Linked DNA regions of Mus musculus: all the other regions are linked to region 4. A link is a contact called in public ChIA-PET and Hi-C data. All regions are on one chromosome and are shown on one strand. The core of a region is the stretch at or near the end of the contact, and the rest is flanking DNA. Distances in the headings are between cores, read along the strand shown. Region 1 has its middle 43 kb from the start of 4930565D16Rik. Region 2 holds the start of Arfip1 (ADP-ribosylation factor interacting protein 1). Region 3 has its middle 53 kb from the start of Trim2. Region 4 has its middle 25 kb from the start of Sfrp2.

Evidence for each region. A called contact is a pair of places that touch in the nucleus more often than the background predicts. ChIA-PET counts read pairs in DNA pulled down with a chosen protein or histone mark.
Region 1: an RNA polymerase II ChIA-PET map of memory CD8 T cells shows a contact between it and region 4, with 22 read pairs. The contact joins two enhancer-like sites. A contact is called at or near these places in 2 of 484 Hi-C or Micro-C datasets (embryonic stem cells and large pre-B cells) and 1 of 115 datasets of contacts at active chromatin or transcription factors (memory CD8 T cells).
Region 2: a contact with region 4 is called in an RNA polymerase II ChIA-PET map of memory CD8 T cells, with 7 read pairs. The contact joins the promoter of Arfip1 here to the enhancer-like site in region 4. A contact is called at or near these places in 2 of 39 promoter capture datasets (the C10 cell line and pre-B cells), 2 of 115 datasets of contacts at active chromatin or transcription factors (bone marrow-derived macrophages and memory CD8 T cells) and 1 of 9 other capture datasets (liver).
Region 3: a Hi-C map of the N1E-115 cell line shows a contact between it and region 4, with 7 times the contacts expected there. The contact joins two enhancer-like sites. A contact is called at or near these places in 8 of 39 promoter capture datasets (the C10 cell line, HPC-7-derived erythroid cells, cranial neural crest and 4 more), 4 of 15 datasets of contacts at CTCF or cohesin (embryonic stem cells, large pre-B cells, pro-B cells and 1 more), 26 of 484 Hi-C or Micro-C datasets (B cells, the Ba/F3 cell line, CD8 T cells and 14 more), 6 of 115 datasets of contacts at active chromatin or transcription factors (the 230-238 cell line, embryonic stem cells, fibro-adipogenic progenitors and 2 more) and 3 of 9 other capture datasets (adipose tissue, liver and macrophages).

Annotation. Positions count from the first base shown.
Region 1 is chr3:84,334,044-84,340,255 of GRCm38.p6, forward strand. No RefSeq gene overlaps it. Among named protein-coding and RNA genes, the nearest start is that of 4930565D16Rik, 43 kb to the right of the region's middle. Within about 2 kb of position 3,713, at least 79 of the 459 cell types and tissues checked have an H3K27ac peak or open chromatin away from gene starts, as enhancers often do. A contact at or near this core is called in memory CD8 T cells, where this site is marked.
Region 2 is chr3:84,578,062-84,584,152 of GRCm38.p6, forward strand. Arfip1 (ADP-ribosylation factor interacting protein 1) reads right to left here and starts at 4,564. Exons shown (of 9, transcript NM_001081093.2): 1 at 4,353-4,564. Gm35410 (predicted gene, 35410) reads left to right here and starts at 4,354. Exons shown (of 1, transcript NR_164319.1): 1 at 4,354-6,091.
Region 3 is chr3:84,309,759-84,316,475 of GRCm38.p6, forward strand. No RefSeq gene overlaps it. Among named protein-coding and RNA genes, the nearest start is that of Trim2, 53 kb to the left of the region's middle. Within about 2 kb of position 3,448, at least 84 of the 459 cell types and tissues checked have an H3K27ac peak or open chromatin away from gene starts, as enhancers often do. A contact at or near this core is called in CD8 T cells, the N1E-115 cell line, adipose tissue and 1 more, where this site is marked.
Region 4 is chr3:83,788,019-83,794,188 of GRCm38.p6, forward strand. It overlaps the pseudogene Gm7115. Among named protein-coding and RNA genes, the nearest start is that of Sfrp2, 25 kb to the left of the region's middle. Within about 2 kb of position 1,938, at least 133 of the 459 cell types and tissues checked have an H3K27ac peak or open chromatin away from gene starts, as enhancers often do. A contact at or near this core is called in CD8 T cells, the N1E-115 cell line, adipose tissue and 2 more, where this site is marked.

The DNA.
Region 1 (6,212 bases), core at 2,463-4,962, 550 kb after region 4:
GTCCTGCTGTGGCATAAGCGAAACACCCCTTGTCTTTGATAGGGTCACCAATCCCTTTGTACGTGGGGGCGGGGAGGGGGTGGGGAGGTACCACTCTACCCACTCAGCTCCCAAGGGTTACTTCAATAGCGCCACCTTGCGGTTGGGTTTCAGTATGGGTTTAGGGTTCCAGGAGCATTTAGGCAACAGCGAGTGAGTCTGGAAGCAGCGGGGCCCAGCTCCAGCTCCCCAGCTCCTGCTGGCCTTGAACGCAGATGCTCCTCAGGCCGCACACTGGCCAGACCAGTCTGCCTGCCACTGCTCCACTGCACGCTGCCACGGTGCCCCAGCTTCTCCCGAGCCTCATATGGCTGGCTGTCTCTCTCACATCCTCCCTAGTGAGGATTTTGGTGACAGGGAGGGGCAGACAAGGTGATGAATTGGACCCTTTTGACGTGTCCTTGGGAATTTGCATTTAGGTTAAATTTAGGGTACAGATGTTATTCTCCAAATTCACTTTCAAGACACTTACACAGGATTTCCATGTCCCCTCTGTCCCCTCTTAGAGAAACCAATGAGTTTGTTGAATGGGTCAGTACCCAGCCCAAGTATATATAAGTCTCCAGAAAATTCTTGCGGGATTCATAGGACACAGTTGTAACTGATTTTTATCCCATGTCTACAGTTCAGCATCTCCCTTACGGCAAGGCCAAGGTTACGGACTCGCAGAAACCCCTCCACAAACATCCCTGCTCTCCCTGCTCTATGGCCCAGGGATCCTCCACAGTCGCTGCTGAGCTCTGCACCATGAAGGAGGTAACCGGTCTCCAGGGCTTCATGAAATGTACGTGCGGGCACAGTGCGCTCATCATTCATGCGTGTCGCCCAAAAGGTGGTGGCCCGCAACTGAAGCCTTTCCGAGACAAGTCCGGCGTGACTGGTTTTCTGTAACCTAGGCTCCTCCCAACGATCATAACTCCATGCTCAGTTGCCACAAGTCATCCACTTTCCCATCCGTTCTAGATCTCGCTAGAAATTTACATCGCACTCAGCGCCCTCTAGTTTATTAAGCGAATTTCCCCCCTCTTTTGAAAATTAAAACAAAGTGCCCCGCCCCAATAAAAAGCTGATCCAGGAAAAGCGTCTAGTATATACAGGAGTCCTTAAAATCAGTAAACATGGCAACAACCCAATAGGAAAAGAAAAAAAACTTGACAAAGACATAATTAATGGATTCAGAAAAGAGGATCCCTGAAAACCCCCTAGTGAGATGTCTCATTTGGAAGCAGTGACATGCAAATTTAAATCACGGTGGTGGTGGTGGGGGGGGGGGGGGTTCTCACTGTGTAGATTAGGAGACACTTGGATTCTAAGCCCTGTGAGGCTGTGGGGGAGAGCAACTTTCACATCCTGCTATACAGGCAGAGCTGCGATCTGGTTGACCCACAGGTTAAAGCTGTAAAGCTGCACTAGGCTGGAAATGGCAAATCCACCCTCAGTGAGCCGTGGGTGTGAGTGCATACCCCTGTGTAAAGACAGGGCAAACGACACAAACGCTCTCCAGCAAAGAAGGTGAACAAGTCGCAATCCGCTCGTACTGTTTTGCAATGAAAATAAATGGCCAGGAGAGAGGTTTCTAAATCCTGGTGTTACACTGTTGGCTAATATCCATCTCATCAGAACTGCAGTTGTTTTAGAATTTAGGACTAAATCTACATTTATTTGTTTATTTGTTTGTTCATTTATTTATTTATCTATTTTCGGTTTTTGTTTTTTACATCTCCTGTAGTAGTTAGTCCAGGCTGGCCTCCAACACACACACACACACACACACACACACACACACACACACCCTCTGTAGAGCAGGGGGGCTCAGGAAGCCAAGTCCATCTCTCCTGGAAAGGCTGGGGTCTTTAGGATCTTCAAGGAGGTCCTCCTCCTCTAGATTAGGGTTGGTCCTTTAGAACAAAAGCAGGGGAGATGAACCATCCACAGCTTTTGTAAACAAGTCCACAGGCAGGGGGCTGGAGAGGAGAGCCCACCAGTCCTTTGTTTTAAGCCTTCAGGCTTTTTTGTCTCAGGTCAGGAGCATGAGGAAGAAGCCAGCCATCTTGGAAGTTCACCACCTTTATTTCCTAGTCATGGCCCTTCTTCTTATCTGTCTACCTATCAGGAAACATAACTTCTAGTCCCTCAGGGAGACAGTGAACTTCCTATCCTCCTGCCTCTGCCTCCCGAGTTCTGGGATTACAAGCATGCACTGTGAAAAAGCCCAGTTTGTGCAATGCTGGAAGACTGACCCAAGGGCTCTGTGAGTCTAGGAAAGCGCTCTACCAGCTGAGCCGCATCTCCAGCCCTGGTCATTTCCCTTAGGCTGTGAGATGGTAATACACGTGTAAGCACTCCATATATTCCTTGAACTGGAACTTTGCAGATCTGTGGGCCTTCTTGATTAGATATTATGCTCCAATAATACGGCCAGGGTGTGAGAAGCTCAGCAGTCCAATGCTTGCCAAGCTTGCTTGCACAAGGCCCCGGGCTCCACCCCTTGCGCTAAGGAACTGGAAAGATGACTGGAAGGCAGGGGCTGAGTACCTAGCGCACAGTGCCAGCTTGTCCTCCGGAAGCGGAGGCCAGGGCCGATCGTTTGTGCTCTCGAGTTAGGAAGCATTCTGAGCAATAAAAAGAGACTCCCTCATCTCAAAAAAAGCAAGAACAAAACATTCCACAGCTACAAAAAAAATAAAATAAAATAAAATAAAATAAAATAAATGCACATGATCCTTGTGCGTCAGCAGAGAGCACTTTCTCAGTCTCGGAGACACAAGGTTAAGAAGACAGCAGCAGATGTTTCTGAGGGTCACATAGCATCGTGCCGTTTACATAAAGTTTTAGAGGTCACCATCTGTATGACATGGTACTTATGGATCCTGTGGATGTGAATATATATGTCTGTGCGGGTAAGGAGGAAATGCAGAGGGAAGCAGATCATACTTGGGGGCCTCTGCTTAGTAAGGCAGGTAGGCAGTATGCCACTAAACCATTGTCTATGGTCTCTATGCAGTAACATATATAAACACACACAAACATATACATACATTGTTTGTTTGGTTTTGGTTTTTTTGTTTTGTTTTGTTTTGTTTTGTTTTTTTTTTTTGAGACAAAGTTTCATTGTCTAGCCCTGGTTGTCCAGGCTGGCCTTGAACTCACAGAGATCTGCCTGCCTCTGCCTCTCCGGTATTGAAACTAAAGGCATGAGCCATCACTGTCCGGCTTGTACTAACATATTTTAGTATAATTTTGTTTGTTTGTTTGTTTGTTTAAAAAAATCAGGACATGTTACATCTCTTTGCATCCTTCTGGTTCCTCTTTCTCCAGGACTCTCACCGGTAACCTTCAAAGCAGAGAGTCCTGTTTTTCTCAGACTTGGTGCTAAGGAGCATACATAACATCTGGGGTCCCATTTCCTGAACATAAACTCCAGCTTTGCCATTGGCTGTGTGACCTGGGCAAGTGACTCAATCTCTCTGTGTTTCAGTTCACCCGTATGTAAGGTGAGGGTTCTATAGCAAGACTGAGCTAAGGAAGTGGCTGCTGAGGTCCATGACGTGTTGCTGCCAGAACCAGTCCGTGTGACGACCTTCCAGAGCATACATCCAGACTGTTGGGAAAGGTGGGTGAATGCTGAGTCCCCCGCTAGCTTTACTCTCTGCTCTGCTCACCTACAGGAGGCCCAGGAAGCCGGGGATATAGGCAGGGCTCCTCCTTCCTCTTCCGCCTCTGTCTCTTCCCACAGCCCCACCCACTTCAGCTGCCCCGGGTTTTGTTTTTCTCCAGCGGGGGGGGGGGGGGGGGGGGGGAAATGGGTGCGGCCTGGCTCCTTTGCCTTTTGCCTCTGCCGAGATGTGCTGCGCTTTCTTTCCATTTTTGAGACAGTTGCCTGAATTAGAGTTACATTGCCATCCGGGTCCTTCGCTTTGCTTGGGAATTTTAAAAATCTGGTCTTATCCAGGCTTCATCCTCACAGGACTAAGTGACAGCCTTGGGGGTGACACAAGTCTGGTAGCCCTAGCACCTGCAACATAGGGCCACCACAGGGAGAGAGCCTCAAATCTATGTACTTTGGGCCTCCTGTCATAGACACAGAGGCCCTGAAATGACCTGGGCTCTGCTTACTAATCAGACAAAGATCTTCCGGAAGTGGACCCCATCACCTGAGAGACCCAAAGATGACCTATGGACTCAAAGGACCCCGCTCTGGTTATTTGGGCAGGAGGAACGATCCGATGATTAGGCAGGTGATCCCATGCCTTCTGTTACAATGTCCTTCTATTCTGGGTCCCTCCTTCCCGCATTAAATCACAGTCTTTGCAAGGGTATCTGTCCGTGGAGGCTCTGTGGAGAAGTCACTTTATGAAGTTAAATTATTCATCAGAAATCCCTTGAGAAGACTGGTCCTTGCGGCTAGGACAGGCTGACTTTCACCTGAGCCGTGGCTCCCACCTCCTAAGGACAGGTCCTGCAAATCCTTCTTGAGGTCTGGGGAGCCATGCGTGCCGGAGGAGCAGAGCTGGAGAGCCGCTGGCTGGTGCCCCCATTAACATGGCTGTTCTGCCTCCTGAGGTGTGTGGATCCTTGTGCTTTTCCATTCGTGTGTGTGTGTGTGTGTGTGTGTGTGTGTGTGTGTAACGCTTATCTGTTTTGTTTGCTGTCATTTTTAATAAAAAATTAATTTCACAGGTTTAAGTACAGGCTTGCTGCTACAATGTCCTTCTATTCTGGGTCCCTCCTTCCCATGTTAAGTCACAGTAAGGGTGTCTGTCCATGGAGGCTCCGTGGAAAAAAAAGTCAAAACTAGCCAGGTGTGCTAGCTAGATTCACATCAGTTTGACACAGCTGGGGTCATCTGAGGGAACCTCAATTGAGAAACCAGGACCAGGCTGTAGGCAAGCCTGTGGAGCAGTTTCTTTTTAAGGAGTAGTGGGGGAGGGTCCAGCCCACCGTGGGTGGTGCCATCCCTAGGCAGGTGGTCCTGGGTTCTATAAGTAATCAGGCTGAGCAAGCCATGGGGAGGAAGCCAGCAAGCAGTAATCGGCCATTGCTTCTGATCAGCTCCTGCCTGCCTCCAGGCTCCTGCCCTCTTTGAGCTCCTGCCCTGGCTTTGCCCAGTGGGCTGTGCTGTGGTAGTGTAAGACGAATCATCACTTTCTCCCAGGCTGCTTTTAGGGATGGTGTTTTATCATAGGGGGTGGAAATCCTAACTGAGACACCAGGCACAGTGGTAGTGCAGCAGGAGACCTGGCACTGCAACGCCTCAGGTAGGAAGGTCAGCTGAGCACAGGAATGCAAGGTTAGTCTATCTCAAAGATGACTGACCGCACTTCTTAAAAAGTTGCCTTTTTTTGTTGTTTGTTTGGTTTGATGTTTTTGTTTTTGTTTTGCTTTGTTTTGTTTTGTTTGCCAGGCAGTGATGGTACACGCCTTTAATGCCAGCCCTCAGATTCCACCTCTGGAGTTCAAGGCCATCCTGGTTTACCAAGCAAGTTCCAGGACATCAGGGCCACTTTTTTTTTGAGTAGGGACCAATGAGATGATTTAGTACGTAAAGGTGTTTGCAGGGCCAGCTTGGGGACCTGAGTTTGACCCCTGGGACCCATATAAAGGTAAAGAAGAGCACTGAGTCCACAAAGTTGTGGATCTCCTCATGATTCCTATTTTCTATACCACATGTGAGTGCGCACAATACACACACAATACAATAATACACACACAATACAACAATAATAATAATAATAACAACAACAACAACAATAATAATAATAATAATAATTAATGCCTAGTGCATTTTCCTATAGCCCCAGCATCCCAGCCAAGTCAGGAAGATCGCAAGTTCAAGACCACCCTTTGGTTACATAGTGAATTCCAGGTTAACCTGAGCCACACAATGAGACACTCAAACATCAACAAAACAAGAACTTACCGAACAAAAGCACCAGAACGCAGCTTGTGCAGCTCTGGAGGGGATGGTGGTGGGTGTGAGAGAAAGAGCTAGGAGTAAAGTTACACTCCTCTAGGTCACAACAGGGAAGGGCCAGGGCCCGCTAGACCACAGTGCAGAGCGCTGGTGTGCTCTCCTGACCCAACTTAAGAGGAGCCAGAACTGTATCAGAACTGTAGAGCAGCCCCATCAGCTGCTATTGCGTTGGTGGGAAGAACCCCCACCCCACCTGAAT
Region 2 (6,091 bases), core at 3,314-5,813, 790 kb after region 4:
ACCATCCCTGAGCTGGTAGTCTTTGGGTTCTATAAGAGAGCAGGCTGAGCAAGCCAGTAAAGAACATCCCTCCATGGCTTCTGCATCAGCTCCTGCTTCCTGATCTGCCCAAATGCCAGTCCTGACTTCCTTCAGTGATGAAGCTGAATAAACCCTTTCCTCCCCAACTTGCTTCTTGGTCATGATGTTTATGCAGGAATAGAAACCCTGACTAAGACAGTAGATATCTGCCCAGCTCTAGTGCTGTTTAAAGGCTACTTATAAATATAAAAGTTCCGTGTCTTTCACCTGGGAACAGAATTATCCAAGGCAGGTAGAAATCCCCCATTAAATATTTTCAACAACAGATGATAGTGTGCAAACTAAAGCAATGCATGGAAGTAGGGTCAAGAGCCATTATAAAGAAAAATTATCTGTTGACACATATGACATTATCAAGGAGGGAAGGTAAGAATTGTTCCACATTTTCAAAATTTTATGTCAGATAATGTCATCACTCACTGAAAACAGAAACAAGGAAAAGAAAAGCAATGTCTGGGAGGAGGGAGAGGAAGGAAGAGACATGAGTCTAGTTTTGGATATAATGACATCTTTAGGTCTCAAGGAAAGGCATCAACCAGATAGCAAGGAGTACAGATCTATAGCTCGAAGGAAACACAAAACCTACATGCCCTTAGCAAGCTGACAGCTTTATCCTAGAAAAAGAGTTACCAGCATAATAATCCCAAACATGCAAGAAAATCATTAGACTTTGGCCATCTGGAGTTAGTTAGAAAGCCAAGAGAGAACACAGCTATATCTTGTCAGCTAAAACAAAGCTGCTAAACACCATGGGGAAATAGAAATTTTTCACATCTCGGTTCAGTAATATACTAATTATGTAACAAATCACAGCATTTCAATGTGTTTACCAGGTTGGAAAATACTGTTAGAAATGTTCCAAATCTGTGTTGTCCTAAAAGGCAGGCACCAACACAAGTGACCACTGGGCACTGACATGTGGTTGGTACAACTGAGAGAATTTTATTTAATTTCAAATAACTCAAACAGCCACAAGATTAGAGGCTTCCTGATGTTAATTAATTTGATCCTCAATATATTTTGAATTAACTGGGAGGGGACCTGGGACCTAGGGGTAAGGGTGGAATACTGAGAATAAAAGAAATCTTCATTCCATCTGCTTATTATATAGTTGAAAATTGTATTTCGAGGCCATTTACTATAAGGCTGGAGAGATAGCTCAGCAGGTAGACTTCTGTTTCACAGCCTTTTTATACAACCCCAAGGTGGCACTGCTATCAGCCTGACTTCCAGACAATCACCATCTTCCCAACCTCACCATGCTCTGCAGCCCCTAGAGTAACTCCGTTTCCAACATCCACCAGTAGTGTTAGCTTCCACCCAAGGCTATGTGAACTTAAATACTTTGCTAAATTTAGTTCTCCCTCTATCCCAAGTGATCATGCTGAAATTCATGGTTCCAAACTCACTTGGCCAAGGCTGGTTAGTCTCCAATCTTATAGGTGATAATACATACAATCCAACAAACTTGTACCTATCTCCAGAGAAGCCCTATCAGCTTCCATTCTATAGGCCTTTTGTCCCATGTTACAATATGACTTTCAAGGAGGTGTTCCTCCACTAAACAGTAATAGAGGAAAAGATGCTTTTGTCAATGTCTAAGATATTACCAAATAAGCTATCTCCAACTCATTCAACAAATGTTACAATGGAAGTTTCCTAGAAGCACTCTGCAGGCACACACCTAAGGTCAAATCCTGGTTCCACCAGGATTATTTTAAACAAATTATCTTAGCTCTGTTGGTCATTTAGTTTCAGTCTCTTCGTCTACAACAGTAGCTCTCAACCTTCCTAAAGCTGTTAACACAGTTCCTCATGTTGTAGTGACCTCCAACCATAAAATTATTTTCATTGCTACTTCATAACTGTAATTTTGCTACTGGTATGAGTCATCATGTAACTATCTGTGCCCCGAAGGCCTTAGTTCACCCCTGTGAAAGGCTCCTGGGTCCCCCCAAAGAGGCCATGACACACAGGTTGAGGCCCATTGATCTGAACGATGGGGAGGAGGGAGCATCCTTAGACGGTTGCTAGGAGGATGAGTTAACAGTGAAAAGCACTTGGCACCACGTACATAGCAAGCAAATAAATGTACCTGTCACTGTGGGGCTACACAGAATCTAGCTTCTAAATCTGCTTTTATCTTATAAGCAACTACCTTAGCACTGACTGCTCTGCCAAGTGAGGATGCTACACTGAGGGGAAAATCATGATTTTTGTGAAGAGAAGAAATTAGTTACTTTAGGTAACTTATTATGAGCTGTGCAGGTAACACTGTATGAAATGAGCTTCAAAATGTTACAATTTCAACCTCCAAACACTTTAAAACCAAATCAGTAAGTAAATATGTGCTCCAAGACTTACATAAAGCTTAGAAAGATCCTCACTTACAAGAAAGAAACAATAAATAGCATGCATAATACAGAATAAAGAGAAGGTGTGTCAAAAATGCTGACGCCATATGGACTACAGAAAACATTTCTGCCCTTCCTTAGGGAAGCCCAAGGCAGACAGCTCCCGATAAAAGCAAGATAATGAAAGCAAAGGACAGCCGTCATTCCAATGCTTTACTCTGAGTTGTACCCAGTGGGCTGGGGATATTTAGTATGCATTAAATAGTAATAAACACACCAGCTTAGAAATTCTCTGTATTGGCAAAGCAATGGGCACAGCCAGCTTTCCCTAAAAAGAAACCTCAAAACCACCAACCAGGAACTAACTTGGTTCCTTCTATAGGTCCAGAAAGGAATGTAGAAATGCGGCAGTTTTGAAGTAGTGAGATTTCAGGACCAGGCTGAAATCCCTGCACTCTGCTCTGCATAACACCCGAGTAAACCATGTGTAACTTGGGGAAACAGCAGCTCCGTGAATAAACTGTTTCCTTTAGCTTCAACAAGACACTAGACCAGTACTTCTTAATCATGCTGCACATTCCACGTCTTTTAAGAATTTGATAAGAAGAATGCATTTCCCCAGAACACACACATACAAACTTTGCACATCATTTCAGGGTAGAGATAGAAAAACCCCTGATTCCTGGACTGAGACCCCAACCCAGGATTAAAGCAAGCATAATCCAAGAAAAGTAACATCTTGTCAAGCAGGAAACAAAATAGCTCAGGCAAAGCCTTTTATTCAGAAAATCATAGTGGAAATATGCTGTTTTCCTATATACTGTTAAACTTTGGAGTTAGAAGGAAGCGTTGGTCACGGTGAACAAGAAAAACAAAAACGAAAATTAAAAGCAAATAAAAATAGAACAAATACAAGAAAAGTGTACATTGCTGCAACGCTTGCTCTGAAAGAGCAGCAATGAAATACAAGCCATTCCTGCAGCCTCCAGAGAACTGACCAACCGCCATCAATCTGGTGCACCTTTCTTTAGCAATCAAGTTAATCAAATGGCAAGTGTGAACACACCTTCGCAGTTGTGAAAGCAACACGTTGATGAAAAGCCCTGCGATTTTTTCATTCGTCCTCCGCCCCCCTGATCAGATAAGAACCAAGAAAGGATAGTTCAGGAAAAAATAAAGGAGGGACGCACAGAAATCCTGAAAGGGTGACTTAAAGGATCTGCAGGAAGTGTAAAATATAAACTTTTTGAGATCAGAGGGTTCAAGAGGAAAACAAGAACAAAGCCAAGGAAGCAATAACAGGGGAGAAAGTCTAGAATCTAAGCACTTAACACACACACACACACACACACAGAGAGAGAGAGAGAGAGAGAGAGAGAGAGAGAGAGAGAGAGAGAGAGACGCTTCCTTTCCTAGACACGTAAAGAGTAGTTAACTTGGCAATAAGGAACGCACCAGAAGGCAGGGCCACAATTTCCTCCTCCAAACTCCAGCATTCCTTGGACGCCCTCAGGCTTGGGACATTTCAGGCAGGGCGCCTCCCTCGGCACCGGTGTCAGGCAATCTCTCCAAGAGATTGCTACCTCCCTTCCTCTCACAGCAGGAGAGAGGAAGCAGGACACTCAGGGAAGAGCAGGGGGAAAGGCGGCCCACTCGGACAGAGTCCAGAAAGCCCCAGACCCTGCCAACTCTTCCCACTGCCGAGCGGAGCCGCCCCAGGGGCCAGTGCTGCCCCCCTTCACTCCAGAACACACTCAGACTCAGAGGGACAGGAGGGACCAAGGGGCGGACTTGGCTGCTCCCAGGGATGGAAGTGCCCAGGAGCAAGTTTGATGAGAGTAGCCGCAGGCGACACATCCATCTGTCGGGAAGCACGCCACCCCAACCCCTTCCTTTCCGCCGCGGCTCCGCCCTCACCTGTCTGTCAGCGGGGAAGCCGGCAGCGCTCCGTCGCGGGCTCTCCCGGTCGCAGCCCTCGGGAATCACGTCGGCCAGAGGGAGAAGGGACCGGAAGCGCAACCGGGAGCTTTTCCTTCGTCTCCTCCCCCACGCCTCGGGGGCGGGGAGCAGCTACAGCTGTCACAGGCTCCGGGCAACCAACCGCCGAGGACACTTGCACCCGCGACCTCTCAACCCGGTCTCCGGCGCTTGCACCCTACCCGCGAAGCCGGAAGCGAGCAGACCGGAAGTGCGGGGTCTTAGGCCCCGGACAGCCTCTCTCTAGAAGCCAAGCCCGGGCCCCGCCACGTCTCTATGGTGCGCGCGCGTCTCCCAGGGGGCTGGGTCCTCCCGACTCCGCCCCGGGCCGCGGCCCTGTGAACTACATCCGGGAATCCGCACGGACCGTTGCCGGGGTAACCGGGTTGCAGCGTAGAGGAACAGTCCATAGTTTGCGAAGTGCAGCCCTCCAGCCAGACATCCTCTACCCTTTTCCCACACGCGTACTCCGTGTCTGGAGGGTGGAGGTGGCCGTAGCTCACCACCGCGGAGCCGAAAGTTTGTCAACCACCGGAGAGAAGAACGGGATGCGGAAGGGATGGAGCGAAGATGAGTGTACCGGCGCTGGCAGCACGGAAGCCCGGCCCTCGCTTTCTTAGGTTTCTCGCTAGCTCTCCGCGATCACCGCACTCTTACCAGTCTGTGCACCAAGACCGGCAACCGTGAACGTGCGGTGGTAGCTCTGTTTCTGTGCTTGCTCTCTGACAGTGGGCTCATAGTACTTTTCTTCGCTGCTCCTCTTTTGCCGGCAACCGAACTCTGCCTTCTTGCTCATCCCCTCTTAAGTAGATCGCTGACGCCCCGTCCACAGAAACAGTTCAACTGTCCCTTCTCCCAGAGCTCTTCTTGGTCGTTTCCTACCAGACTTTGGGGGTACCTGCGAGAATCTTCCCTATTCCCAGCGGTGTTAGATAATGAGTTTAAATATCCTTGTACTGTGTCTTCCTCAGTCTGGTTAATAGTAACACTACATACATTTACATAATGCACTACACATATTTCAAACCTAAATAACGGTATTGTCTTAGATTGCTAGCACATCAACTCAAACAAAACATCAACAAAAACAGTGCTGACATGCCCAAACATAAATCTTGTATAAAGGGCTTTTCTGTTCTGAAATTGAGCTATAAAGGGAGTGGTGGGTGGGTACCAATTCTCTCAAACTGTAATTATTCTGCAATGTATTGTGAATTTTCCTACTCAAAACCATCCTCTTGAGTTGAAACCCATTAGTCTTCTCCATTATTAGAAAGGGGCCCCTGTCTAGTGTAACTCTTGCTCTCGTTCTGTAAGAACTGAATAAGACTTGTAGCTAAGTGCAAGTGTCATCATGTACAGGGCTTCTGAAGGGTGACTTGGAAAACATGTCTTGCAATGCCCGGTTGTGTATGAATGGTGTGGACAGCTAGTACATAACAAAACTGGGTGTCTCCTTGAGGATGCCTGGTGGTGTTTCTTTAAATTTGGGGATACTTGGCTTCTTTTATTATCTATTTGTTCTTAAGTTGTATACTTTCTCTAGGAATTGCTGATAGTTTTTATGATGGTTCTGATGGACTTGGAACTAATGCTAATTTTCTTTGATAAAGATGCTATTAGTTGTCTATTTTAAGTAACTGATCGATCAGTCCAGTGAGGTTCTGGTATTCTGCATG
Region 3 (6,717 bases), core at 2,198-4,697, 520 kb after region 4:
CTCTGCTTTTTCCTGGGCTGGTTCTGCTCCCTGTTAGCAGCTTTCTTCAGGACATATCTCATGGCTTTGGCATCTTTAATATCTTTAGGTCTCCAAGGCAAGTTCAACATTACAGCTTCTTCTTTCAATGTCTGGGATCTACACATGATCTTCTGGGCTCCTCCAAGGGACTGGCTTCACTTCTCCAGCTTTGCCCTCTGTAGCAGTCTAAGCTCAGGTTGATCGACTTCACTGCTGCTGCTGCTGTCCTTGGTGATCTTCCCATGGTACTGGCATCTCCAATACACTGGGGTCTTCCACTGCAACTAGGCTTCACCAATAGCCTCTCATAAGCTCTTTTCATGGTACCAAGCTTCAATTCCTTTGCATGACCCCTTCAGTCCTGGGCCATCAATTGCAACTGAGGCTGCCTCTTCACCAATGGCCTTCCATGGCCCCTCACAGTAACAAGCCTCAGCTGTTCTTCATGATCCCTTCATGCCTTCAAAACCAGTATCACCTTACATATGACTCTTACACATTACCAAGTCCAGCTACAGCACAAGGTACAACCTTGGCTATCTCTGGAATGCAGCTTCTCCGTGCTCTCAGAAAATACTTCTCAGAAGATTTCACCTCAGTGATGCTGGTCTCTTCTTAATTACCACTAATTTCTTAGCTCCAGCTAACAATCATCAATTGTCCCAGTCATCCCTTTTATTCTGGATTCTGAAGCCAGAGCCATGTGGCTAAAGCTGCCAAACTCTGCTGCTTGCTGGGACTGGAACATGGCCCCCTTGTTTTATATTACATTATCACTTTCTGGTTTCCAACTTCTTCACTGGTTCAAGGGTTGCTAGATGTCCAGGCAAGAGACTTGGATTTCATTAACTCTTTGTTGAGCCAGAGAGAAAAGAAAAGAAAGAAAGGAAGAAAGTCAGACACACACACACACACACACACACACACACACACACACACACACACTGGCAGGACCCGACTGTTTCATCAATTTCACAAGTGCACATGCACACCTATATACACATATACCTAGTTATGTATGCATGTTCATACATATAGACATACATTCATAAAGACATACAGTCATATTGTACATACACATAGACAGATGGACAGACCTATATGCATTTGGAGGATGGAGCACAACCCCAACAGTAACACTTTATTTTTTCTCTCAGCCATTTTATACTTTCTTAGACAAAGGTTCTTTGTAAAATTACCTCATAGATAAAGTGTTACACAAAAGGGGAGTTACAGTCGGATGTTGATAGTAAGTTCAAAGCGGTGTTTCATTCTATAAGCTCATTATAAGTTCAAAGCAACAACAGTGTCACATGGCCTTGCTTTATCAGAGTGCACACCCGTGACTTCATCCTTGGACCTGACCTAGAATGAATGCTTTTCCTTGATCATAAATCTGTCTGAAGCCTATTTTTCTTCCTGGTGTAATTGTGAAAGCTCATTGCATTCCTTATTATGCACTTTTTACTTACTATTCTATGAGGAGGGGCATACTCTGTTCTTCCTCATTCTGACTTTATTATATCTTTCTGCCAAAACAAATAAGCCATCTCCTTACACTTTCTTCCTAAAATTATTTGAATCAAGTCAGGAATTCTATAAAGTCATTAACTCATCTAAACAGCATGAATTTATGAAAGTTCATCTTTGTGTTGATCTGCAGGAAATTTGCCCAATCAGATAGGCTGATGCCCAGGAATCGTTGGGCTATGTAATAGTGTCAGGAAAGACATATCAGCAGCAAGAAGCAACCCTGGGACGAAGTCTCTGGGGCTGTGCCTCTCCAGAGTGTCTGCATCACAGCCATGCAAAATGGTGGGCCACCTCAAGGAAACTTACTTGCCATATCTTTCCTAGATGGCTTCTGCCAGTTAGTCATTTCCAGTGTTCAAGGGAATGCAGACAGACAGACAGACAGGCAGACAGATGGACAAGAAGGTTAAGTCAAATGTGAGTTCTGAGTTGAGCTGCAGTTCTCAGTGTGAATTCACGGGGCATCTATCTATCTTGTCTATGAGGAGGAATATAGAAGCAAATCATAATATTCTCCACAAAAGACAACAAGATCCTTGGACCACTGGCTAAATCCCAGCGTAAGATGAGGCTGGACCATTCTATTACACCAAATATGTGTGAGCTACCAAAGACTACCAAAGTTACATCCAAAGGATCCAGAAACCATCTCCAGAGGCTCCACTAACCAAACAAGGAACAGAGCATTAAAATACAGAGTGCCTGTCAGCAACTGCAGCCCCTCAGAGTGTCACAGTCCCATGGGTCATCTTCTGAGGGTGACCTGGAGGTATCTGCCAACTATTGCCTGTAACTAGTCTTGCCAAATTTTGTGTGCAATGAAAATGGTTATGAATTCCACTTTAGAACTTCATGTGGGACCTGCTGGGAATGGCCACAGTACCTGTGCCCCAGGAAGAGCAAATGGTGGGGTGGGACTCACCAGTCTGCTTTATCATGGTACACGGAGCTGCAGTGGGAGGTCTCACGCCCAGGCTCCCTGGGATGGCTGACCATCTTTCCCACAGGTGGGCTTTCTAAAGTGGCATTGTCTGGGTTACAGGATTTCTCACAAGCAGCCCCAGGCACCACCTCTAAGGACACAAAGCAGAATCTATATCTCTACGGGACACAGGTGTAGGTTTCATCCACCATCACCTTCACGTGCTCTACTGTTTAGAGCAGCCGTGTGCAGGCAGATTCAGTGACTGGCAAAAGCCCAACACAACAGGGAGTGTCTGTACTCCCAACCCCCACAGGAATGAATCCATTTTCTTGAAAACTACATAGTAAGAGCAAGAATCTTCTGACTCATACCACTGCGAAGTCATATCCTATGTGAGAGGTGACATTTTGTATAATTATTCTACTGATGATGGAAAATAAAGGACGAGAGCCCACAGGATCCCAGGAAGACAAGCAACTTTACCATTTTTTGCATATCAACTGGAAATTCTTTTAAAGATTTGTTTATTTTATGTATATGAGTACACTGTAGCTGTCTTCAGACACACCAGAAGAGGGCATCAGATCCCATTACAGATGGTTTGAGCCACCATGTGGTTGCTGGGAATTGAGCTCGGGACCTCTGGAAGAGCAGTCAGTGTTCTTAACCCCTGAGCCATCACACCAGCCCTCAAGTGAAATTTTAACGGAGTGAGTTTTTTAAATGTTAAAGTCAGTACTTTTTTCCCTCTATTGCTGGGAATTGACCCCAGGGCCTCGCACATGCTAGATGAATGAACCATTACCAAGATATATCCTCAAACACCAAATGGCGAAATTCAGATATCACCGTTCTGAAGACCTCCCGGGAATAAATAATGAATCTAGCCTTCCAGCATCAACAGTTGATGGCTTCAGAGACAATTAGCTTGATGTGCTACGAGTGGAAGGATATGGCGCCATCTAGTGTCCTGTATAGGGATCAAGCATGCATCTGTTCCAACCCCTGAGGTGCAGGAAATGATGAAATACGGAGGAAGACCAAGACACTAAGAAACTGACCAGTGACCCCTGTGGGTCACTGAGTTGTTCTCTGGGTTCTTTAAGGAATTTCTAAGACCTTCTTGGGCAACTTGGAGAGACCCTGTCTCAGAATAAAAAGTGACAGAGGGATCGGAGATATACCGGGGTGGTACAGTACTTTCCTAACATGTGTGTGGCCCTGGGTCCAAATCACAGTTTTAAAACAAAACAAAACAAAACAAAACAAAACAAAACAAAACAAAACACAGAAAGGGCAGGGCTGGAAAGGAACCAACTGGAAAGATACAGTGTGAAGTTACACGAAATGGAGTGGTACAAGCTGAACTATAGATAAGGCTTGCACATGCGGGCGACAAAATGATCGAGAAACAAGGAAGTGGCCTGCAGTCTGCGTCAGGAGAGACCCCTGCCAGAGGAAAGTGGCAGCTTGAAGACGACCCTGGCAGGAGAGGGGTCTCTAGCTCTTTACTAGTGATGTTGCTCGGCGCACTTGCTGTGTGATTACTCGCAGCATCCTACATTGGGGGATTTCTAGGTTGTCTCTTACAGTGAACCAGACTCTGCGACCTCATTTGCTTCCCGCCACTCTTATCCACTTCTAGAGTCCAGCCAAGAACTTAGCATGGTGACTGTTGGGTCTGGTGACCTGCGAGCTGAAAAGGTCACCAATAAACCTGAGGAGAGCAGACACCTACCAGGTCCTTACTAAGTGTCCAACACTTAACATGGAGCCTCGCTCCTGAGGCGTTCCCTCTGGGAAGACTGTGAGAGACACACTTCATCTTTGACCAGGAGCTGTTAGGGCTGTGAAGGAGATTGCCTGGGGTGTTTTGTAACATGTGTGAATACCTAAAACAGCAGTATGGCTTGGCATTTACAGCAAGTGCTTACCCTATAGAGATTCAAAAGAGCCAGCTGTCTTTATGGAAAGGTCTCCCTCTTCCCCTCCTTTTCACCCTCCCCTCCCTTTCCCCTCCCCCTCCCCTCCCCCCCCCCCCCATTTGTTGAGACAGTATTTCTCTCTATAGTCCTAGCTGTCTTGGAATCCACTCTGTAGACCAGTCTGGCCTCAAACTCAGAGATCAGCCTGTCTCTGCCTCCTGAGTGCTACAAATAAAGCATGCCAGATAAGGGCTTTACATCCAACACACACACACACACACACACACACACACACACACACACACACACACACACACACGGGGTTGGGGGGTGGACTATAATATAAAGCTATAACTTCTTAGGAAACACTATTAAGTAATAGACTCCCTGACCCAAAGTTCCAAATCAAGTCATTTTTCTTAACATAAAAGTTTGTTCTCTGCGTTCAGAGAACATCAAACTTCCTTCTGTGTTCTCTGCCAAGAATATTTAAATATAAGGCCCTTTAGGAAATCTGACATGTACTGAATCTGAGATTAGTGCATTGTCCACAAGAGGGCACTAGTTCTCCAGGATGCTCAAAAAAATCATCTGGCCACAGTGTAGCAGCCAAGAACAAAAGCAGCTAACTCAGCGGTCCAAACTGAGCAGAGAGAAGTATAGTCACAAAACTCAAAAGAAACTTAACATTCAAGCGCTGCCTCCCCTATCTTCATGATCCGGCTGCAGCCTGCCACAGACGTGCTCAGTCAACCCCAGCGTGTGCATGCCTGCATGCAAGTGAGCTGAATATAAAATGAAGTCAGATACTTGAAAGCATATGGTTACTTGTTTCAAAGATACTGTATGCCTGGCATGGGGATTCCACCCTGATGTCTGAAGACTCAGCACTCCAATCTGCATGAATTTCTTCCCAGAATGGCAGGCAGAGGGCCAGCTTGAGCCTGACACAAATCCTGTTTGATGGAGATTCCACCCTAGCTTGTCCCGGCACGGGGCCCGGCTTCCTTTTTTAAAGTTTATTTTTGTTTACCAATGAAGACACACCTCATCCACTCAAGTAGCCCCACCCAAGTTTAATCAGATGGCTTTCACGGTCCATCTTTTAAGAAACAGCAAACACCCAGTAATGCAAAGACAGCAAGATCTCCCAAGAGGAGCACTCTCATGCCAGGAAACTCAAGCCTCTTGTTTACTTACTGGGTTTGAAGATTCTGCTATCAACAGTGTCTTAGTTCTGTGTTTCTTTCTTGCAGCAAGCAGTAGTACTCCAGTCTCCCCAGAGGCAGCTTAGGTGGGGCTAAGTGCCACCCCCCCCCCCAGCCCCCACACACTCCTTGTACCAAAGCAGAAGACAGCAGCTTTGGTCAGCAGAGATAATGCATTATAGCACATGATAAAGACCCAGAAACAGACAAATAATCAGGTCACCCAGTTTGCCAAAGCTTTGCTGCTGGGCTGCTGGGTTTCTTAGGGCTGCTCTCACTGTATTACACATTTAATTCGGCATGCCTGTCCAGAGGATATTTTTAGATGCAATTACCTAAAGAGCTTTCGAGTTCTGGAGTATTATCTGCATGGGTATCTCTTGGCCTAAGGAACCTAAAGTATTAAATGAAGTGAGTCTCCTTTAAAGACACCAGGGCATTGGGAAAAGGCTACCTGCATATGGGTACGTGCTTTGGGCATCCTTTCTGATGAAGAGGTATCTCAGGCAAGCGTGGTTCTGCCTCCCCTCTCCCAGCAGAGTCACCCCTTCCCAGGATTAGGAGGGAGACCCATGGAAGGGTGCCTACTGTACATCACTGTACACACGGGCTACCTGGCCGAGCAGGGCTGTCTTGGTTCCCTGTCTTTTAGACCATGAGTCTAGGCTGAGACACACAGACCCCAATACATCCCCCACACAGCAGAGTCATGCTGTTCCCCTGAGCACAGCTTTCAAGCACTTCAGTTACTTCTTGTTACAATATAGCTCCTGAATTTTCATCCTGGGCCCTTTATAGACCGGCAGGTTGTGGGATCTGAGGTGCTGAGATTGCGTAGGAAACTGTGATAGAAGGCCCATCTTGCTTCCTGAGATCTTTAACTTCCTTTGGCATCGCAGAGGGATAAGAAACACCGAGTGGGGTCTGGGGAACATGGCAGAGGGTTTGCAAATAAACTCAACAGCACAAACGAACGGGTCCAGAAGAACCACTCAGAACCTTCAATGACATTTAGGTTACAGAGATGGATGCCACTGGTCACATAGCTTAAGCCTTTGATTTTTGTAAATAAGAAAAGTGAGTCTCTCAGTCACGTGGGGCAAGC
Region 4 (6,170 bases), core at 688-3,187:
GACAAGTGTAGTGATGTCCTCACTCCACACTAGAAATAACTTTCCATTCTCCTGAGGCCCTGATCCACGCTGCCTGATATGACTTACCTAGACTTTCACAACCATGGTCTGGAGTGGTTAAGAGCCAAGGCAATAGATTCAGGCCTCTGGGGCTTCAAATTCCTACTGTACAACCTACCAGCTTTAAAGTGTTGAGAAACCTTTTCCCCAGTCCTGGGAATGGAATCCAAGGGTTTGCTTGGCACGATAGGCCAGGGCAGCACCATCGAGGAATACCCGCAGCCACTTTTCCAAGCCTCTGAACCGTCATGCTTTAGTTCCATGGAGACGGCAAGAATATGCCTGTGGGGGTGGGGGTTGAATATGAACAACCTGCTGTAACACCTGGCACACCGCAAGCATTCTGTGTTAGCTAAGGTTTTGGTTTTGGTTACTTCCATTCACAATTTCCAGGCCTTCACATCCTCTTTCCCTCCAGCTAGAGCACTGTCCCTGATCGTGCCAGGGAGATCTCTGGAGATAGTCAACAGCGGCAGCATCACCAGGAACCCTGTTACAAATAGAAATTCTCATGTCCTGGCCAACATCTCCTGTACCAGAGCACCTCAGGGAGGGTCCAGAAGTGGAGAGCTGTTGTAGCCTTTCTGATAGAGCCAAGCTCCCGGCATGCACACTGATCCTCACAAGTGGTCCTTGAACCTGCGTCTGTCCCTATCCTCTGCTAGGAAGTAAGTTTCCTGATTGCAGAGATGTGACCATCTAGCTGGTCATTTGATCTACGGTAGTAACATCTTGTGGGTGATGACGTAAAGGCACATCCTATAGGCTGGATGATTGACTGGGTGTTTCTTCATTGTATGCTTGAGTAAATCTACACTTGATGTTAGGAGAGAGGTGCCCTCTGAAGGTAGAGGGCAAAGGTACGTTGTGAGTGGTCTCCCAAGAGACCCTACAGGTCCTGGAGCACCACCCTGAGGACCATAAAGTTCTGCATACTCTTCCCTGCGGGACTTCTCAGCTTTGTTATCTTTGAAAGTACTGAAGGTGGAGGAACAGTGGACCCGGGAAACAAGAAAGCTCCAAGCTCATCGTGTGGGCTGCCAACCAGACTCTGTTCTCCTAATGGACCCCCTCTACCAGAGAGCTAAAAAGGAAACCTCTTTCTGCCTCCCCCTCCTTCCTTCTGTCTATCAACCCCTTCCCTCAGCTTCTTCCAGTCTTCTGCTCATCTCCTCTTCCTTCCTCCTCTTCCCTTCCTTTCTTCTGTGCTCTCCTCCTCTCTTCCTACCTTTTTTCCCTCCTCCTCTCCTACTCTTCTACCTTGCTGTCCCTGTCCTCCTCTTACTCTTTCCTCCTCTCCTTCCTCTTCCTCTCTTCCCTCCTCCGCCCTTCTTCCTTTCTCATGCCCTCTGGTCGCCCTCCTCCCTTGCCTTATCCTCAGCACACCGTTCTCCCTCTCCCTTTACTCTTCCTTTACCCTCCCTCTTCCCCACCACTGCCCCCTTGCCCACTCCGATCCATTGGTTCTGAACTCCCCACCCCTCTTCCTACCTGTTCCGGACCCTCCTCCAGCCCAGTCACCTCTGGTTCCAGCAGAGAGTACAGGGCGTGGTGGGACGCAGGACCTTTCATCATGTAGGAGGACCCGCAGAACGTGCCCATGCCACACTGAGGAGTCCCTCACTACGCTAGGGAGGTGCGCAGTGCATGGTGACCTGGGCTCCGGAGGAGGTACCACTGCAGCCACAGCCAGGCCACCCGCCCGGCCACTGTCAGCTCGGCTCCAACGCGGACTCTGCTACACTCTCCCGGCGGGGATCCGACGCGGCGACGATCATGGCGGAGCTCAAAGCGGCGGCCGTGCTGGAGGTAGCCCCGCAGCTCGAGCAGGTACCCGCGGGGTGAGAGCCAGGGACCCCGCACGAGTCCTGAGGATGTGGCCCCGCAAGCGCGAGACGCGGTCTGTTCTCCAAGACTCCGCCCACAGGGATGTAAGCCGGCCCCGGACGGAGGCAGGGTCTCCGGACCTTCTGGGAAATGGCCCCTTTCTCGTTCCTCCTTCTCTCCGGGCTTTCTTCCTTCTCTTCATCCTCTCTCCCAGGCTGTTCCCTATCTGTTCCCACCAGTTCCCACTGGCTCAGGGTAAAAGAGAGGCGAGGCACTGTACTTCCACCTTCTCCTTCCGCCTTGAGGTAATCAATCTAAGAGTGCTCTGAGTCACTAGATGTCACCTTAAAGGGTTACTTGCTGGGCTCTGCCCCAAGGTTCGGATTCAAACCTATGTGGTGGGGCCTACCTCCAGGGAGTTGATGATGCTGATACTTGAAGTTTCTCCGGGCTAGTTCTTGCCTCCTATTGGTGGGAACTGAAAATTCAGTCTAATCTTTGTGTTTGCTCATGGGACAGTTCTTCTGCGCTGGCCCACACTAGAACTATATGTACAGGCGAGATATTGAAACTATCAGAGACTGGCTTTTCTTCTGGAGCCTGAATCCTTAAAATAAGGACAAAAGTATCCCACTGAAAGTGGAAGACTGGCCACAAAAGACTGCTCCTGATGTAAGGAAAAGAGCAGGAGAAGCTGGGAGCGTGGCAGGAGGGTGTTCCTTTGAGCTGGTCTTAGAGAACTGATTGCTGCTTTCAGTTAGACTTCACAGAGCTGGGGACATAAAGAAAGACTGGAGTAGCTACTGATAAGGTTGTTTGTTTGTTTGTTTGTTTGTTTATTTTTCTCGAGACAGGGTTTCTCTGTATAGTCCTAGCTGTCCTGGAACTCACTCTGTAGACCAGACTGGCCTCGAACTCAGAAATCTGCCTATCTCTGCCTCCCAAGTGCTGGGATTAAAACCAATGCCCGGCCTGACAAGGTTATATATGATAATTCCCCACAGCTCTAAACCTCAGCCTGTTCTCTTTCCCCCTAATCACCTTTAGCATGTCTGGTTGTGCATTGTCTGAGAACCTCCATCAGCATCAAAGGTTCAAAAGAGCTGGCTCCTGGTCATATTTGTTGGCTGCTGGCTTCCTAGTATCCAGAACTGAGTCTAGCAAATGGCAAGTCCTCAGTATAGACTTGTTAGGTGAATAATTCACTGACCAAATGAAAAATAGGCTCAAACAGCATGACCTAGGGCCTCAGCTCCCAGTCCTCCTTCTCAGGCAAACACCAACCACCGGCCCTGTAGTCTAGTGAGCCAATTTAAATACCTTTTGTACATGTGAAACTTCTCAAATCTCACAAGCGATTTCAAACAATTTTTAAAGGCAAGAACCACTTATGCAGAAAGAGAGGTCATAACTTTTTCTTTCAAGAATTTTGTCTGGTGCAGTTAGGACAACAAGCTGTCTTATAAGAAGGGGATTAAGTTCTGAAGAGCACCTGTCTGGCATGTATGAGATTCTGGATTCCAATATACATATATGAGAAAGAGAGAGAGCAGTTCTCAGAAAAGAAGGGGAAATGGTAAGAACAAAGAGAAGTTTCTGAGAAGAGGAGGTTTGAAGGTAAGAAGACCTGGGTAGATGTCTCCAGCATTGACATGTTCTACTTTAGTGAAAACTGTAGCTCTCCACATGTAGCTACAGGATGTGGCAACTTGCATAGCCTCAAAAGTACACTTGGAGGCAGGCATGACTTAAGCACGGTCTCATGTTCTGTCTGGCATTTTAGAGCAGCCCAATCTCCTTTTGTCTGCTTGGTTTTGAGTTTTTATGACCTATGGCCAGGACTCAGCAGGTGCTCAGATGTGGTTAGGGGACGTCAGTAGTTTCTGAGTTCATTGTTCTGGCTTTGCCACTTGGAAAGACGTTAGAGTTAGTAAATAGAACCCAGAATTCCCTGGCATATGAGCCTTTGGGGGATTATCTCGATGTCAATTAATATGGGAAGCCCCACATGAATTATGAGAGGAACCATCCCCTGTCCAGGGGACCCTGAGCTGTATAAAAATGGAGTTAACCAACACCTTCTGTTGGTGTCTGACTATGGATATGATGTGACTGGCTACTTCAGGCCCCTGCTACCTTCTCTTCCCGACCATGATGGACTCTGAACTGACACTAACAAAACCTGTTCGTGTTTCAGTTGCTCTTTGAAAAAAGTAGCACCTCTCCAAACCTGTTGAGTGTGTGGTGTGCCATCTGAAGATATTATAGGCGACTGTTTGAAGCATAGTTTCTCTGAATGCATGGAACCTTTTCTATGTCGTGATCTGTGTGCTTCTAATGGGATCATACTTAAATTTTGAGGCAGTAGAGATCCCTGGGAGTGGAGCAAGCTTTGGACTGTCCTTCTCTATCTTGTCCTCAAGACTTTCATAGCCATCCCAGCTCAAGGGTGACAAGGCCTTCCTCCTGTTGCTCATTCTCTATGGCAGGTTCTGTTTATTTTCTTCATAGTGCTTGCAAGATTGGGCACTTGTTTTGATGGCTTCTTTGTAGTCATTCATTTCCTCTGAAACAAGGGACCTTTGCCTGTCTTCTTTGACCAGTGTATGCCATCTCTTAACCTAGCACCTAGCACAGCCAAGACTTAGTTGCTGAATGGATGAATCGATAAATGAGAAGATAGTTATCAGTCCTAAGGGGTGGAAAGGAGTGAACATGTGTATGAGGTCCTACTTAGAAGTAGGGTCAGCAAAAGGTTGGGATCTAGAATGGGGCTCTGGTTCCCTGCTTTCAGCAGTTAGATAGGTGAGACATGGGTCTATGGTGCAAAATTGGAGACGCTGCACTAGGTGTCTGAGGGAGAGGGGAGTAGGTAACGTCCTCATAGAGTCAGGTTGGTCCACCGTAGGAGTTACAGGTTGAGTAGAGGTTTGTATGAAGCACTGAGAAGAAACTGAAGCTCAAATGTGCAATTTGGCAAGGCTAAAAAAAAAAAAAAGGTAAGAGGTAGATTCCAACAAGTAATGGTAGAGAGAAAGATGTCTGGCGATGGACCGGACAGAAGGAAAAAGATTGGGAATGGAAACTAATCTCCAGGTAGACATTTCATGAAGACGCATACAAAAGGAGAGCCTCTGTCCCAAGACACGTTCCCACCTGGGGGACATTCTCCATCTTAGTGTATGCATCCTGGGTGTCTTGGTCATCTGGATGTCTTTTTATAAGAATGCATTTCCTACATACCTGGAGATGTATTAGGAGCAGCTATTTTTGGCATATGCCTTCCTCTAAATATGTCATGGAGTAACAGTTCGTGTTATCCTTTCAAAGGCCCCGCAGACTTCATTTCAAAGGAAAGATAAATGAGGATACTTCCATCTACTTGGTAAGTATTTCAAAGAGTAACTTTCAGGCTTTGGCAGCTTTCTTGTTTAATTTAAGTTTTTTTGTCATCTGCTAGAAACAGTTATTTGGATGTGAGCCCTCCTGGGAAAATTCTCTAGTAGTCTTATATTTTCTGCCCTATGTAAGAGGGCAATTCTTACAATTCTGTAAATTCTTTCAGAGAGTTTCTTACTTTACACCCAATCCTTCCATTCAGTTGTATGTCTGTCGCTTTATCTTACTTTGTTTACATGTTTATGGGGTTCTTGTCATTATGGGTGGAGAACCTTCTGTCTCTAACAGCTATGACCTCTAACTGTCCACGTATACCCACAGGAGACTTTGGATGCTCTCCTGCAACAGAGAACACGAGCAGCAGACAGTGCTGGTAGCTGACTTGCAGGACATTTTCTCAGGGTGAGCGAGACCTGTACACAGCTATAGGTCCTTTCTCTGAGGTTAGATTGCTTCCACAGAATGGAACCTTCTCATCTTCCATGCATGGTATGTGTCTGGTCGCCAACACTCTGAGTCAAGTGGACAGGTCTGTGTCCAGTAAGCCAAGGCTAATAACACAACAGAAGCCCATTTGCCAAGACCCTAGTTACTATACTCTGCCTATCCACCCCGGATCTACACAGCCTGCTAGGCTTGGAAGCTACAAGGGCTCTGTTCTTCCTATTGTGCCAGCACAGGGGAGGTCCATTGACTCTCAGCTGAACCTGCTGTTACCAATCACAGGCGTGCGGCTGCCCCAGAAGTCCTAGGGCTCCTCAGTCATCCCCCCACACACACACACACACACCAGGGTGTTGGCATAGTCAGCTGGCTTTGTGTCTTCCTGTGACCTCCATCAGTATCCTGCCTCCATGTTGATATTTCCCCAGAGGTCATCTGCT